5 separate regions of the Sus scrofa genome follow, and all the other regions are linked to region 4. The links are chromatin contacts, called in public Hi-C and HiChIP or PLAC-seq maps. All regions are on one chromosome and are shown on one strand. The core of a region is the stretch at or near the end of the contact, and the rest is flanking DNA. Distances in the headings are between cores, read along the strand shown.

The links. Hi-C and Micro-C count contacts between places; a contact is called where the count stands out from the background. HiChIP or PLAC-seq counts read pairs in DNA pulled down with a chosen protein or histone mark.
Region 1: a contact with region 4 is called in a Hi-C map of fetal skeletal muscle, with 1.8 times the contacts expected there. The contact joins two enhancer-like sites. A contact is called at or near these places in 5 of 47 Hi-C or Micro-C datasets (embryonic fibroblasts, fetal heart ventricle, fetal skeletal muscle and 1 more) and 1 of 2 datasets of contacts at active chromatin or transcription factors (skeletal muscle).
Region 2: a contact with region 4 is called in an H3K27ac HiChIP or PLAC-seq map of skeletal muscle, with 18 times the contacts expected there. The contact joins two enhancer-like sites. A contact is called at or near these places in 3 of 47 Hi-C or Micro-C datasets (omental adipose tissue, retroperitoneal adipose tissue and skeletal muscle) and 1 of 2 datasets of contacts at active chromatin or transcription factors (skeletal muscle).
Region 3: an H3K27ac HiChIP or PLAC-seq map of skeletal muscle shows a contact between it and region 4, with 7 times the contacts expected there. The contact joins two enhancer-like sites. A contact is called at or near these places in 3 of 47 Hi-C or Micro-C datasets (epiblast stem cells and skeletal muscle) and 1 of 2 datasets of contacts at active chromatin or transcription factors (skeletal muscle).
Region 5: a contact with region 4 is called in an H3K27ac HiChIP or PLAC-seq map of skeletal muscle. The contact joins the promoter of NFIB here to the enhancer-like site in region 4. A contact is called at or near these places in 2 of 5 promoter capture datasets (fetal liver and fetal skeletal muscle), 5 of 47 Hi-C or Micro-C datasets (brain, embryonic fibroblasts, fetal heart ventricle and 2 more) and 1 of 2 datasets of contacts at active chromatin or transcription factors (skeletal muscle).

Annotation. Positions count from the first base shown.
Region 1 is chr1:208,410,345-208,413,520 of Sscrofa11.1, reverse strand. All of the region lies in intron 11 of NFIB (nuclear factor 1 B-type), which reads right to left. Among named protein-coding and RNA genes, the nearest start is that of NFIB, 230 kb to the right of the region's middle. Within about 2 kb of position 1,425, at least 22 of the 83 cell types and tissues checked have an H3K27ac peak or open chromatin away from gene starts, as enhancers often do. A contact at or near this core is called in fetal skeletal muscle, where this site is marked.
Region 2 is chr1:208,300,783-208,303,615 of Sscrofa11.1, reverse strand. The region is part of intron 2 of NFIB (nuclear factor 1 B-type); the gene reads right to left. Among named protein-coding and RNA genes, the nearest start is that of NFIB, 120 kb to the right of the region's middle. Within about 2 kb of position 1,350, at least 17 of the 83 cell types and tissues checked have an H3K27ac peak or open chromatin away from gene starts, as enhancers often do. A contact at or near this core is called in skeletal muscle, where this site is marked.
Region 3 is chr1:208,513,903-208,517,040 of Sscrofa11.1, reverse strand. No RefSeq gene overlaps it. Among named protein-coding and RNA genes, the nearest start is that of NFIB, 330 kb to the right of the region's middle. Within about 2 kb of position 1,295, at least 10 of the 83 cell types and tissues checked have an H3K27ac peak or open chromatin away from gene starts, as enhancers often do. A contact at or near this core is called in skeletal muscle, where this site is marked.
Region 4 is chr1:209,055,592-209,058,352 of Sscrofa11.1, reverse strand. All of the region lies in intron 2 of LOC106509171 (a long non-coding RNA gene), which reads right to left. Among named protein-coding and RNA genes, the nearest start is that of MPDZ, 120 kb to the left of the region's middle. Within about 2 kb of position 1,287, at least 13 of the 83 cell types and tissues checked have an H3K27ac peak or open chromatin away from gene starts, as enhancers often do. A contact at or near this core is called in fetal skeletal muscle and skeletal muscle, where this site is marked.
Region 5 is chr1:208,180,982-208,183,976 of Sscrofa11.1, reverse strand. It overlaps NFIB (nuclear factor 1 B-type), which reads right to left and starts at 1,580. Exons shown (of 12, transcript XM_021063648.1): 1 at 392-1,580. The coding sequence starts at 421. LOC100514506 (a long non-coding RNA gene) reads left to right here and starts at 2,448. Exons shown (of 4, transcript XR_002335940.1): 1 at 2,448-2,995.

The DNA.
Region 1 (3,176 bases), core at 176-2,675, 640 kb after region 4:
AGCTGAACACATTTTTAGGTGATGCCTGCTACTCTGTTCACATGTGAAAAAAACAAAAAACCTTCCTTCTCATAAAACAAAAATTAACAAAGGAGAGAGTAATTGTAACTTTTTGCAATTTCTGAATATTCAAAATTTATGTTCTTCAATTTCTCGAACTTTAGTCAGGTTTTGGTGTTTTTTTACTCCCTTTTGTAATTTGTTATTATGTTTATAATCCATGTTTATTCATTCATATGCTTTGCTATCTAAGAAATAAATACGACTAAAAATTCACTATATACCTACCAACAGCACTAGCAAACAGGAGAATCCCCAAAGTAAGATATTAAAGGGTGCGCCAGCCGCTGACAGAGCTGATTTCTCAGGGGCATAAAACATATGTAAACATGGCACTTTCCATAAGACATCTTCAAATAGAGTTAGGTGTCTACTACACTTCTTTCATTGCAAAGGGTTAATCAGCCAGGTTTACATTTGGGAATTTTCTGCATCGCGCTCCTCCCTCTCCCGCAGTGCAGCCAAAAATCATCTAACAGGAAACATAAGATTAAGTTTGTCCTACCTAAGCGAACAAAGAGTGCTCTGAACAGGCCACCGGTTTACTGCAGAGCGGGAACTTTTCTAATCCTGCTGGAATCTGCAGTGCAGCTCAGAAAATATCTCAGAAAAAGTTGTTTTCTTTCCTCTAACATCTTGAATCTGGGTCTTCCCATTTTGGTCATACTGCCGACCCTGCTGCTTCTTCCATAAAGGTTAACTTAAAGCTCCAAACATAATCATGTGGAAAATGGACATTATTGATTCCTATGGTCCATTGTTCCCCTATCCTAAGTCCCTGAAGTTCAAGTTCAATCTGGAATTACATCATGTCTGGTTTCTCCTGGTTACCAGACGGCTTGAGACGTGACCACAGCTACAGAAAAAACAAACAGCCTTCTTCACGCTTCGGCTCCCCTATCGATTCAAACGTAAACTTTTTTTCTTTCTCTCAAGTATGCTTCAAGTATGGAGCATGGTTAATTTAGAGATTAAGTTCCAAATTAGATTATCTAATGGCATCTTAATGGATTGCTGACCCATTTCCTGTGGGATGGCAGCATGCAAGTCTGGCTGGAATACAATTAATTTCTTAGGAAGTGTTCTGAAGAGTTTCCTAGATAAAGAGGAAATGTTGTGTTTTGCAAATCTTTCTGTACAAACGGAGAAAGTTAGGCAAAACTGCAACAAATCCCAATGTATTTTTCAACAGCCAGATTCAGACACTTTGTGTGTGAACGCCGTTTTTAAGGAAGATAATTTTTAAGAACGATCACATTTTAATTTTTGATTTCACAACAGGTGCAAATAATTTTGATGAGACTAGAGTAGTAATTCTTTTAAATAGAATATCCAAGTACAAAGAGCAACCGTAGTTAGCGGCTCTGGTTACCAAACAATGGTCATGTGTGCAATTTTGGCTTTGGCAATTCCCCTCCTTGAACTGGATTCTTCCATTCATCCACATTATCAGCATTTCTATCAGAGTCCCAGAGCGGTGCTAGGGGCCCAGAATGGTGTGTAAAAAGTTAAACATTTTGAACACACTTTAGAGCTGACAGCTGAAAAGGAAATTCAGCACTCTGAGAATAAAGCTCCCCCCAGGAACTCCAGGAACAACCCAGCTGTTGTACTGTAGTTATGTGTCAAGATAACAAACTGAAAGCAGGAAATGCTAACCTAGTGAATTTGTGGGGATGGTCTAAGTATAATGTTGAAATACAAGTTAACTCTTAACATTGCTTAAAGCCAGGACACATACCACCCTTCTCATACAAGTGACCTATATATATATATGTACATGCATGCCTCATGTACACACACATATATATGCTTACACATATGCATATGTATGTGTATATATAGGTACATGATATACCACGTGTGCATACACACATACCCACATACAAATATTTATATACAAATATATAGTTTGCAACCCAATATTGAAAATTACTTTAAATATTCATTCTTAAGTCACGGAGGACATATTTTACAACGAAAAATTTATGGACAAAGCAATGAAAATGGTACCTAGATGAAGACAGTGTTATGCAAATAGGGTTAGTGTAGGAAATGAATGGCATTATTCCTTCCCATTTTGCCCTCCCTCTCCTGACCAACCAGATTCAAATAATCTTTATTGGCTGCTAAATTTCTCCTGGGAAATCAAGCAACTCTCTAGAATTGCAGTAATAAACGACAATTTCTTACAAAAACATGTGTAAAGTAACTACAGAATGAAGTATTCAACTCATAGAAAGGAACTGCTAACACATGTAACATGGAAAATAGCTGATAAAACTCTCTTCGGTGCCATTCAATTATGGCATCAGCAGAAACACAAAAATCTCTCCAATTATTTCAGTAAAATCTTCATTTATTCATTATTTCAGAGGCTGAGCAAATGGTTTGTGTAAACATATCCTTCAGTAACACGCACATGTTTATTTTAGCCATCTGAAGGCTGCTGCTATGTTTATAGAAGCCATCAGACACATACAGCCACTCACTTGTGGCTTTGCCTTTTCTTGAAAGGGGTGAAGGGGGAGAAGAGGGAATGAAACAATAAATCCAGTTTCTCTTTTGCATAAAGCACTCCCCTCCAACGTTTTAAAATAACTTATGTTTATATTATTCTTGGATTGTCCTTTGGCTTTCTTTTTCATTCAATTATATTGCTCTTTCATACTTGATAGTACAAGCTATGTTCTGGCTATGGTTTCAAGAAAGCAAGCCAGTTAGGGAGTTAACTGCTATATTTGTTTATACCCACATAACTCACATATGTAACAGTGTAATTTGTCCACATCAGAGGACAAAGCACAGACAAAACAGTACCCTTCTGAACAGCATAAGCAACTCATCACCCATTACCCTGCTAAGAGCTGAGCCCCTCCTGACTCCAGCAGAGGGGAGCCCTCCACCAAGGGATTTGATTCTGGGTTAACTGCAGTACCTGACCTTTGGGTTAGAAAAAAAAAATTTGTATTTTCAAGATGCAAGCAACACACACACACACACACACACACACACACACACACACACAGAGAGAGAGAGAGAGAGAGAGAGAGAAATGGCTCACAAAACTCTAAGGTCAAAACAACAAAACACCTTCAGGGTTGCAACTTAATAAG
Region 2 (2,833 bases), core at 101-2,600, 750 kb after region 4:
CCAATCTTCTGAAAATGTTTATTGTGGTTGTCGGTTTGCATACAATCTAAAGATTCAAAATAAGATCTAAGACTCCCAAAAGATCAATGGAAGGAAATATGTGGGATAATTTGGTGTTTGGTGACAATAAGTGCTACTTGCTTTATTTTCAATTTCACAATCAGCGGCACCTTCAGTCCACAAGTTTGGGATAGCATCAGAATAATCTGAGATGTTTATTAAATATTCAGATTTCTGGCCATCAGCCCCAGTGGCTGTGTTTCTTACAGCAGTGCTAGGGCCAAGAGAGTGCACGTTTTCTGTTTTTTTTTTTTTTTTTTTTTTTTTCTTTTTCTTTTTATGGCCACACCCATAGCGCATGTAAGTTCCCAGGCTAGGGGTCAAATCAGAGCTGTAACTGCTGGCATACACCACAGCCACAGCAACGCAGGATCCAAGCTGTGTCTACCACTTACACCACAGCTCAAGACAATGCTGGATCCTTGACCCACTGAGTGAGGTCAGGGATTGAGCCCACAACCTCATGGATATGAGTCAGGTTCATTCCTGATGCTCCATAATGGGAACTCTGAGAATGGCCCTTTCAACAGACTTCCCAGGGTCTGATCCCTGGTCTTGCTCAGGGAGTTAAGGATCTGGCATTGCCATGAGCTGTGGTATAGGTCGCAGACACTTCCTGCATTGCTATGGCTGTGGTGTAGGCCAGAAGCTGTAGCTCCAATTCGACCCCTAGCCTGAGAACCTCCATACGCCTCGGGTATGGCCCTAAAAAGCAAAAAAAGCAAAAAAAAAAAAAAAGCATGCAACTATAGAGTCCTAAAAAAATAAATAAATAAACAAAAATGCAGGCCTTTAGCCAAGACTAAGCTCCATTTTTCTACTCTCTCCCTGCCATGGGATGCACCAGGAGCTAGCTTCAGCCAAAAAAATCACGTGTATCATCAATCCTCAAAAGCAAACTGAATCCAAATTCACATTGAAACATTCTGAACTCTATCACACTTCACAGAGCTTTAAATAGAACTCCACTAGAAACAGCACACCCTGACTGGCCAAGGGATTCTTGGGGTTCTGTTGCTTTATCCAAGTGATCCAGAGTGACCCCTGGTTCCACTCTCTGCATGTTCAGTTGTACATTTTTCTCCAAGTTGAGCACAGGAAGATTGAAAGGAAAACAAAAATATTGGCATAGGTGACCTGAGGTTGCTTGACCTTTCCAAAGGAAGATTTTTGGCAACGGTGTCTTGGCAGCTCCCTGGAAGGCAAGGCCAGGACACAAAGAGGAAGACAGGAAGCCGGGAGCTGGCCATGTGTCCTTGGCAGGCAGCATGCGGCAGGGTGAACCACCTCCTCCTTGCCAAACCAGAAACAGTGGGGAAAGCCCAGCTAATTGGCAAGTCACAGCCGGCTACAGTGCACATCCTCCACTTTAAATGCCTGATAAAGTCAAATGTACGCCAGACCCTCATCTGCTTAAATAGGATCCAACTTTACTGTCGGAAACTTAATTTACTCATGTTGGTGCTTCCTCAAGGAAGTGGTGAAGCAGCATTGCAGGGTGGTTAAGGGCTGGGGAGAGAAAACAAAGTAAAGGTGTCCTGGAGTCCAGTATGCTTTGCTTTTGGAAAGGGCTGCATATGTTTGTTAGCAAACGTGCGTTCCACTTGCTCATTTCTTGTTTTCATTCAGAGGAACCTCTGAAGTCCACAGTGCACACTGAGAAGGGACCTTGGTACATTCGAAGGCAACAGGCATTTAAAGAAGGCATTAGCACAGCTCTTTTGCATATCCCAGGAAACCTCAGAGCTGCACCCAGTTTGCAGTCGGCAATTGTTTTTACTTACATGTTAGTTGGTGCAAACATATTTTCTAATATAATCTGTGTGTACTAGCATATATCACCAATTTTGGGTCTCTTACTGCTCAACTGTGGAGTCACACAGTGCAAAGGGGAGCAGAGGGGAATTGTGCAAATAAATTGCTCCTCATGGCTGCTGTTAACAGGATGAATCCTGGGACCTGGGGCCGGGAGCATAATTTTCCCCCAGGGGAATGTCTGAAGGCTTGGTAAGAGCAATTAAAGGGGTGTGCTCAGTGGTTGGGCACATTTCCTTTTATTTTCTATGAGACTGTTCATGCCATCTCCAAAACTCACAAAAAATTTCAAAGTGGCTTCTGTTGCTTTCAATATAGTAGCCAGCGGTGAAGCTAGATGGGAAAAAAATGCTAATCTCCCTCGGAATTAGAAGAGAAAGATTACATATAAACATAACCATGGTTTTCTGCTAGATATTTCTCAAGGTCTACTGACTACTCATCCCATAAGCAACCCAGGACTGCAGTATGACTGAATCTCTCTCACTGAAGTTACACGGAGGGGTAAAAAGCAAAACTTGGTACTCTCTGACCACCATTTAAAATGAGCAAATATAGTCTTTATGCCTAATATCAAGTTTTCAGAGTCAAAATGTCTAGATGTTGTGACCTCATTCCAAAATTACTTTTTTTTTTTTTTTTTTTTTTTTGCTTTTTAGGGCCACACCCACAGCATATGGAGGTTCCCAGGCTAGGAGTCAAATCGGAGCTACAGCTCCCAGCCTACACCACAGCCACAGCAAAGCTGGGATCCAAGCTGTGTCTGGGACCTACACCAGAGCTCACAGCAACACAGGATCCCCGACCCACTGAGGGAGGCCAGGATCTAATCCGCATCCTTAAGGATACCAGTCAGATTTGTTTCCTCTGCACCACAATGGGAACTCCCAAAATTACTGTTTCTATAAGCCACAACTTGCCTTGACCGTCCCAGATTCTACCTAATTGACTTTGGACA
Region 3 (3,138 bases), core at 46-2,545, 540 kb after region 4:
AATGAGATTTCAGGGGTCAAAAAAAAAGCTGTACTAAGGCTCCCCTAAACCTTAGGTTCCCACTGTGGAGTGAGACAAGGGTTCAGCCCTCCCTCAGGGTCTCCACCTCTGTGTTCCTGAAGTTTCAATAAATAGCAGAGAGCTCAAATATCTTTAATGAGATGATAAGAAGCATGATTAAGGGGCAAAAGCTTTGTTTGCTGTGCAGTACTTTTTTTCCTTTCCCCTCTCCTTCACACGCACCCCTCCCTTGTATATATAAACATACGCACATCCATGCAGCCTCCAGACCCCGGGATAAAGGAACTTTGAAAGGAGAACCACACCCTTCCTGTTTCTCTCTTCTACCTCCAAGTCGAACATAGAAAAATATCCCAGCATCGTGATGCCTGTAACTCAATCCAGGCTAAATGTGGAAATTGCGAAGCTGAGGCTGAAATAGACACCATATCCTTAACTCAATCTCATTGGATCTCTTTAAAACAAAATAAGAAAGGAAGGGACAAAGACAAATCACACAGAGGAGAATGGTCGCCTAAGTAAACCATCAAGTCGGGTTGGTCTGTCTTTTATCATCATGAGCCCAGAACCTGCCAGTGCTGCCAGTGTACTTTTGTTGAGAGTTATCACTGGCTATATAAACAACGCATATCTTTTTTGGGCAGCAATAATACACACTCTCACACACACACAATTAATGCTCTTTGCCTTTTCTATAGCTCTATCCCAGGCAGAGAGGGAACGTTTTGAGGACCCGATGACTTAAAGGGGAAATGCTGTCTTTCCTAAAATTCAGCCTCACACTGCCTTTTCTCTTACTTTGAGCATCTGAAACTTGAAACAGAAAACTGAAGCCAACCAAACCAAGAAGCCAGGGCAACTGCCTGGCAAGGGTTAAAAGCAGATCAAAATCAAATGGCACACTGCACCATGTCTTCTGCATGACTGATACTGCAATCGATCTGCAGCGGTTCATTTTCTCTCTGGAATCTCTGCCTACTGAGAACAAATACAAACACATGTGGAACCAATAGGAAGCAGACGAAGGGCTTTAAGGGTTCTGCACCAACGTGTGTCAGAGAGTGCTCACGTAGCAGATGGGGCAATTAATAAAGAGTCAAGCGGTATGACTCTGTCAAAGAGCCTTGAAGTGCTAACAATCCGCTTTTGTCTGCCCCACTGGAGAGTACAGATGGATTCTGATTCAGAACGAGGACGGCATTGTGTCCAGCTTGCTCTGGTACAGCGTCCGAGGATGAACAGAGGCCCAGGTGTCCGACGTCACCCATTTTCAAGGAAAACATGATACTGATTCTACCCACACACACCCCACCCCTGCCCCACTAGCATTTGAATTGCTGCAGTGATCACTAATCCAGAGGAAATTCGAATTTATAAGTAAATCAGTCTTTCAGAAAGATCTGAAAAGGAAGGATTTGCCATCAAAGCATTGCTGGTTTGCACACACACCTTGCTATCCATTGATTCTAATTGCGAATCCAGAATTCTTGCCCTTCAGCTGACAGCTAGAAATGATTAAATTCACTTAAGACTGAACCTCTAGTAGGTGCTATTTTATTTTTTTTAAGATGCAGAAATCAGACTATGGCTCTTGCAAGTGGTCAGGGGAGGTCACATGATTCTTTAAGTCACTGTGAGTCCCAAGGTTCTAGTGAATTTCCAGCTTAGTGCACTGCATTTGGCCCAAATCCCTCACCTCTGTCCTCCTTGGCTCCTTGAGCCACCACCATCACTGACTCTAACCGCTTTCCTTCCTCTCTGAACCAGGTCCAGAACAGCGGGAATGTGTCTGTCACTCCCAAGGCAGCTGCACAGAACTGAGAGTGTGTTCTGCTGCCCAAACTCAATGCCAACCCAGAGTGATCTGGATGCCAACCTCTCACAATTCCCTTCCCAAAGACATCAGAATTATCACTGGGAAAGAGCACATTAGGTGTTCCACTGTGAACTCTTTCTCTATAAACCTTTGTGATACAAGATGCCCTGTGACCATTAGCTGTCTGGGGGCTTTTCTCTTGGAATCTCCCCTTCACTCATCATTCAATGGAATCAGAATCTGGAATAGATGGATCAAAATAAAATATCTCCTCAGACAGTTCATGAGAGACCACAGACAATTCACTAGGCTGTGTTGTGGTTGCTGCTGCTATGATGTTAGCTGGTGGGCTTTCCATGTGGGCTGAGGGTCCGGAATTCATAGACTTTGTTCAAATTAAAATTGAAAATTTAATTCAATTCCGCAAACACTTCTGGAGCTCCCTTGCTAGCTGGTTTCACACCTCAGGTTTAAGGCCTATTTAAAGTGCAATATTTCTATTTTTAGGCTGAAGAAGAATTTCTAGCTTCTTTTGTCAAACCACCTAATTTAGAGATAAGTGCTAGAGAACTCAAGTGGTGTGGGAAAAGTCATCCATCTAGAGGCAAAGCCAAGTCAAGGTCAAGCCCAGTTCTCCTGATTAGACCCCAAAGATCAGTGCTTTTTCTTCCACACTAGCCCATCTCCAACTCTTAGGAGATGAAGACATTCTACTTTATTTACACTTTATCACTACATCTCACCCATAGGCCCTGCACCCGTGTTTTGGTAAGTAGGAAGGAGGAAACTGCTATGTTGATTCTTCTTACGTTCAAGTAAGAGATCACATCCATTTTATTAAAGATACCATGACAAAACAGAATTTCAACCTGATGAGTAACATAGTTGTTTGGCTTACCTAAAGATAAAATTCCCTCTGGCAAATTATTCACTATCTGATCCCTGCCCAATGAGGCTCCACACTTTTCAGAAGCAAATTATTTTTTTTTTCTTTTTGAATGAGCCCATGGCATACAGAAGTTCCATGGCCAGGGATTGAACCCATGCCACAGTAGCTACCTGAGCTGCAGCTGTGACAACATGAGATCTTTAACTCACTGAGCCATGCAGGAACTCCTAAGTACTCTTTTTTTTTTTTTTTTTTTTTTTTTTTTTAATTTTTATTTTATGGCTGCGCTGGCTGCATATGGAAGTTCCTGGGCCAGGGATTGAATCTGAGCTGCAGCTGCAGTCTATGCTGGGTCCTTTTACCCATTGTGCTGAGCCAGGGATTGAACCCACACCTCAGCAGCAACCAGAGC
Region 4 (2,761 bases), core at 38-2,537:
AATCCAAATAAAATGCATTTCTGATGCAAGCCCGATGACTGGTGCCATTCTACGCTGCATTATGTCAAATTAGAGTTCGGTTGGAAATGAGGTTCCAGAGATCTTACGTAAATGTCGAATGCATAGAACATTGAGTGAATAAGGGTTCTGCACAAGTGCAACATCCCGCGTCTATAAACCGGTTCCTCCTTCTCCTGATTTGACCCTTATTCACCAAGACCAATTACAAAATTAGGACCCCCTAATAAAATAACAGAATTCAAGTGTGAGGGAAAAGTTTGTGAAACTTTTGTTGTAACTCTCTTCTCATTGTTTACAGTCAGCTTAATTTTGACATTGACCAATTCAGATGTAGTATGTCCTGACAAAATGAAAGTAAGTTCAGTGTCCATGAGAGAAACAGATGATGAGAGATCTACAAGAAGAATTCAAAATTGCAGACTTTTGTCTGTACTTCCCTCTTCTGCAGAGAAATGGTACGGGAAGAAATCTTAACACTCGTTGTGGAGTTGTTCATTGCTTCCGGCCCAAGCTCTGTGCAAAGGATAGACTACTATAGATGCATATGTTGGCTGAAACTTTGGGGTTTGATTCACATTATCTCCCCATATTTTACCCTTCCATCCCTAATATTCCATTTTATCATCCCTGCCACTTCCCATTGTGTGCAAGGTGCAGTATTTTGTGTCAATGAATAGCCGCAGATAGGTAGCGAGCCAGAGCCAAAAGGAACTCCTTATGAATCCACACCAGCAAGGAGGGGTTGGCCAACTGATGGCAATTTACTTCCTTTAAAATAATCTTTTAAAAAAGCCTCTGCTGGCCTTGGGATCCAGGCACATCAATCAATCCATTAAGTAAGTAAATAAGGCAATAACTAAACAATAAATCATTTTGAATTTCACACATGCACAGACCTTTTGATACATAAATTACAAGAAAGCTTTGGATTCAGGGGCTGTTCAGCCTATCACCCAATAATTTTGCATACAAGATAAAGAGCTATTCTACACTGTGGGGTACTGCTCATTCTGGTCCCCAAATCATGGGGCTTCTATGCATCCCTTCGGTGGTGGTGGTGTGTTTTATGATGCATGACATGGGAGTTGTGTGTGTGTGTATGTGTGTGTGTATGTGGTGAGGGGCATGCTGTTAGGGGGAAGCCTACCACACATTTCTGCCATCACAGACTGTGGGCAAACAGCTGTCTCCACAGCTGAGGCCACTGAAACCGCCTGCACTGCTCCAGTAACTCGAGAGCACAAGGCTGGTCCCTGGATGGCACAGAGCACGGTGCCTGCAGCAAAGCGCTGGAGTTTTCCCGGGGCTGAGCAGGCGGAGACTTTGCCACCAGACACAATAAGCATCTGAAATGGGGGCTCATGAATAATTCATCCTTAGTGTCCCATGAAACAAAGAAATGATGTTTGCTGGTAGATAACTGTGTTGTGGCATTTGTAAATCTTTCTGAATTTGAAGTTGATCATGTTTCGTGTTGGTTGAGAAATAATGTTTTTTTTTTCTTTCCTAAAACAAAAAGTTGGTAGTTCAATGTAATAATCCTATGGTGAATGTCTTCCACGAAATGCTGGATGGGTTATACTAATTTGGCTCATGATTTAGGAATTTTTAAATATCTCCTTCAGGGAAGAGGGATGTGAAAATGGTTTTACTGCAATAAAATACAGCAGGATACCAAGTTCTCAAGGAGACTGTGTTTTTTTCCTTGGTAGGCAACCAGCCCACTTTTGCTAATGCAAGTTTCATTACTGTAGACTAGAAAACAGTGGTGCTTTCCAGCATTGGAGGACAGTGTCAGGAGGAACACTCCTTCACTTTTCACTAAAATATTAGTAAAAATGATACTTTGGTGAATTGAGCCCCAAATTGTTTCAGTGATAGTTAAATACCCACGAATTTAACACTAGTTAAATTGGCAATAAAATGACCCCCAACCAAGTTGAGCCACCATCCTGTTTCTGCACAATAATTCTGGACCTAATGCCAGTAATCTATAAAGCCGCTGGGTAGAGTGTGTGCATTTGCATAACGAATATTTCTAGTGTTGTATAAAGTAGCTAGCTGTTCAAACTTACCATAATTAGTATTTATAATTAGTATCCATGTATTCATTTCATTTATTCTTTAATATCTGTGTACTCATTTCCCAGAGAAAAGAAAAGAAATCAATTTAATAGTTCTTCATTATCTTTGAAACGACAACCTGGCAAAACAAATCATGGTGAAATACTCTGTCATCTCTCCAATAATTATCTCAAATCTGTCTTCTATTATTCACTCATACTTTCGCCATGATTTTTTTTTTTTTCAGTATGTCTTTGTTGTCTCTCTGGCTTTAAGGTTGCCCAGAAATTATTGTACAGCCATAAAGCTCACACAATCTGATATGATTGGCAGGGAAAGTCGGAAAGAAGGCAGGCTGATTTTGCTGAAAGAAACAAGCAAAAACAAAGTATGGATCTGCCAATTATATGCTGGTGTGAAAACACAATTCTTTCCTATTTTCAGGTGGGGTGTTGGCAGTTGGGGTGTTAAACTGGTAGCTCATGGGACCTCCAATCCGAAGGAGAGCCATCAGTGCAGTGTGGAGTGTGTTTTGGGGTTTTGTTGTGGCAATTTGTTTCCTTAAGCTCCAGTAGTGTCCCAGCGAGTAAACTCAATATGTATAGGTAATGACTACTTTTCTTTACCTTGGCTGTGTAGGATTAAGATTGTAAATAGAATTGTGGTGGGGTAGAAT
Region 5 (2,995 bases), core at 331-2,830, 870 kb after region 4:
CGCGCAAGTGACCGAGAAGGGCATCGGGCACCCTGGGCAGGGGCGCAGCAGGCACTCGGGGGGCCGCAGGGGGCGAGCGCTCGCCGGCCTGGGCCCTGCCCACCCCCGGCGGCCTCACCCGGCCCAACCGCCCTGGCAGCTCGCAGTCGTCTGCTCTCAGTGCCCAGGGCGCCGGGATGGGCACGCGCGGTGACCGTGGGCGAGGGACCGTGCGCTGAGTCCCACGCCGCCCTGCAAACCCCACCGCAACTCCCGGCTGTTTCTTCTGCGGGGGACCGGGGTGTGCGGAGATCAACTAGAGCCATTAATTGTCCGCAGACGATAGCAACAAAACAAAACAAAGGCATTTCGGGCTAGAGAGAAAGCTCGAGAGAGCGACCGAGACATGTACCTGAGTGAGACAGATGGGAGAATACATCATGACTTCGCCTTAAAACGCACTTTCCCGGAGATGCCCAAGAAAATCTTCAAAAAGCAAGAATTTCATCTATTCATTTTACAGTCATCTGAGCCTCGCGATGCGATCAATCAGGACCGGGCTCTGCGCTGGATCACCGCAACTTCACAACAAACCCAGTCCTCCTTAAATAGCCAAAGATTCAAGTTCACTCGGCGTGCTAGATTTCCCGGGTTGAAATCCAATCTACACTTTTAACCCTCCTGCAGTCCGAGCGCGCTGGCCGTGCTCGCCGAGGCCGCCGCCGCCGCCGCCGCCGGTGTTGGCTGCTTTTCGCCCGGGTTTGGGGATTTGTTTTCTGTTTTGCAGTTGTTGTTGTTGTTGGGGGCTAGGGGGTGCACGAAGGTTCGGTGTGGGTTGGATTGGGGTAGTAGGTGGTGGTGAAATGCTTTTTTAAAAAAGGCGGGGAGGGGGGCGCAGGAGAGAGGGCGGGAGGGAGAGCGAGGAGAATGTGTCACCGCGCTGGGAAAGTTCAAGGTTACAGCCCGGAGCACTGCGGCAGGATCCCGGAGTGGTGATCGCAGGCGAAACTTTGCCGCGAGCCGACCATGTGTGTGCGCGAGGGGGAGCGTGAGCGAGTGCGCGCGGGTGGCGGGGCGCGCGCGGGAGAGGGCCTGGGTGGGGGCGGGGTGGGGTGGGGGAGCCTGGAGAGGCCGGGGTGAGGGAGGGGGCGCGAGCGCAGGTCTCCCGAGCGGAAGAAGCTCGCGGCGCGCGGTCCCCGGCTGCAGCCGCCCGCGCAGGCTCCTCCACGCCCGCCCGCCGGCCCGCCCGCCTCGCCCCGCGTCTGACCCGGCTGAGCGAGGAGGCTGCTGCTGCTGCCGCTGCCCAGAGCCCAGGGGGATCGGAACGCGCTCCTGAAAAATCCCAAACGATAAATCCCGCTCTCCCGTTCGGCTGCAAACTCCTCTCTTTTCTGCTCTGGGCTCTTTTTTCCCCTCCCTCTCTCGCTTTCTTTCGTTGCAAAACTTGGAAGTTGAAAAATTCACCGGTTCCACCCTCTGGACCCCGCTCGAGCTCTCTCCAAATCAGACTTAAGGATTGTTTTATTATTTAATTACACAATCATCGCTTTACTCCTCCTCCTGCAAACGCGCATTCCTTTTGCACCAGCCTCTCCACACCCCCCGCCCCCCACCTTCCTCCTCCTCCTCCACTAGCTTCTCTCTCTCTCTCTCTCTCTCTCTCTCTCTCTCTCTCTCTCCCTCCCCCCCCCTCTCTCGTTTAAGGTCTCATTCCAGTTCAACAGAACCACTTTTTTTTTTCTCTTTTAATAGATTTTCTTTCGCCCTTTGGACGAATAAGTCCCGCACCCCACCACCACCATACGTACACACCCCCGAAAACCCGCCCTGGAAGAGCTATTTCGGTGCTCGCTGCGCACTCTTTAAGCCGCGGGAACCTCCAAGTGGAAGAAACACTGAGCCGGACTGGGCCCGAGAAAGGAACGAATGGAAAATTCCCTCACACCCTGGCCGCCCCGGGGCCCGGGCTGGGGCGCCGACTCTCGCACCCCGGGCGGGCGCGGTATGCCAAGCCCGCTGGCTAAAGGGAGGAGGGGGAGGTCGGGGAGGCGGGGGCCTGAGTGAACTTGGGCTCAAGTAGTTGGGGCGCGCCGGCATGGTTGGGGGCGGGGCCCTCGGGGGTCTCCCCAGCGCAGGCCCGCGCCCCCGAGCAGCTCCGCAGAAGCAGCGCGCCTCGCCGTGGTTTGCCGCCCTCCCTGGGGGGGTGCCTGGTGCACGTGGCCTCGCTCGGAGCGGGAGGACTGGTCCGAACTGCCGCCACCGCTGCCTCCAGCTCCCGCCTCCTCCTCCTCCTGCAACCCGCTCAGCACTCCTCCTGCAGCCCCTTTGGCTCTCTCCCAATCCCCACCTCCCCGCGGCCCGGGGCGCCGGCGGAAAGCGGCTCCCGCCCAGCTAGGGTGCAGGCAGGGCGGGGCCGCGGCGCACCCGGGGCTGCGGGGCGGCCGGGCGCGCGCACGCGCGCGAGCCGGGTGCGTGTGCCGCTACAAGCCCTGCAGAGGCGGCAGTGCCCGCCTTGCTCCCGCGCGGGGCCCTGCCCCCACCCCGCTCAGAGCGGCGGGCCCCGTGTGAATGAACTTGATTTCGGAGGTTTGGAGGCCGGCGGTTTGTCTTGCACTCTTTCTGCGCGCGCGCATACATACGCGCGCACACACACACACACTCACTCGCTCACTCACATACACACCCCACCCCCCACATTCCGGTTTTCGGCTCGGGGTGGGTGGGGAAGAGGTGGATGCAAAGGCTGGGCAGACAATGGGTAGAGGAAAAGTGAGTGCCAGGGGCTCCGTGTCTACCTAGCCCGGGGCTGCGAATGGGACCTGACAACCTAGCCCCGGGGCGGGGCCTCCCCCGCCTCCGGCTGTGTTCTGGGGCTGTTTCGAGGCTCTCCTCTGATTCTTCTTTCCTCTTTTCCCCGCTTCCCTTACCTCGATTTTTTTTCCCTCAACTTTCTCCTCTCTCAGTCTCTCCGGTTCCTGCCCACCGCCTCCTCCCCTTCACTCCCCACCCCCACAGC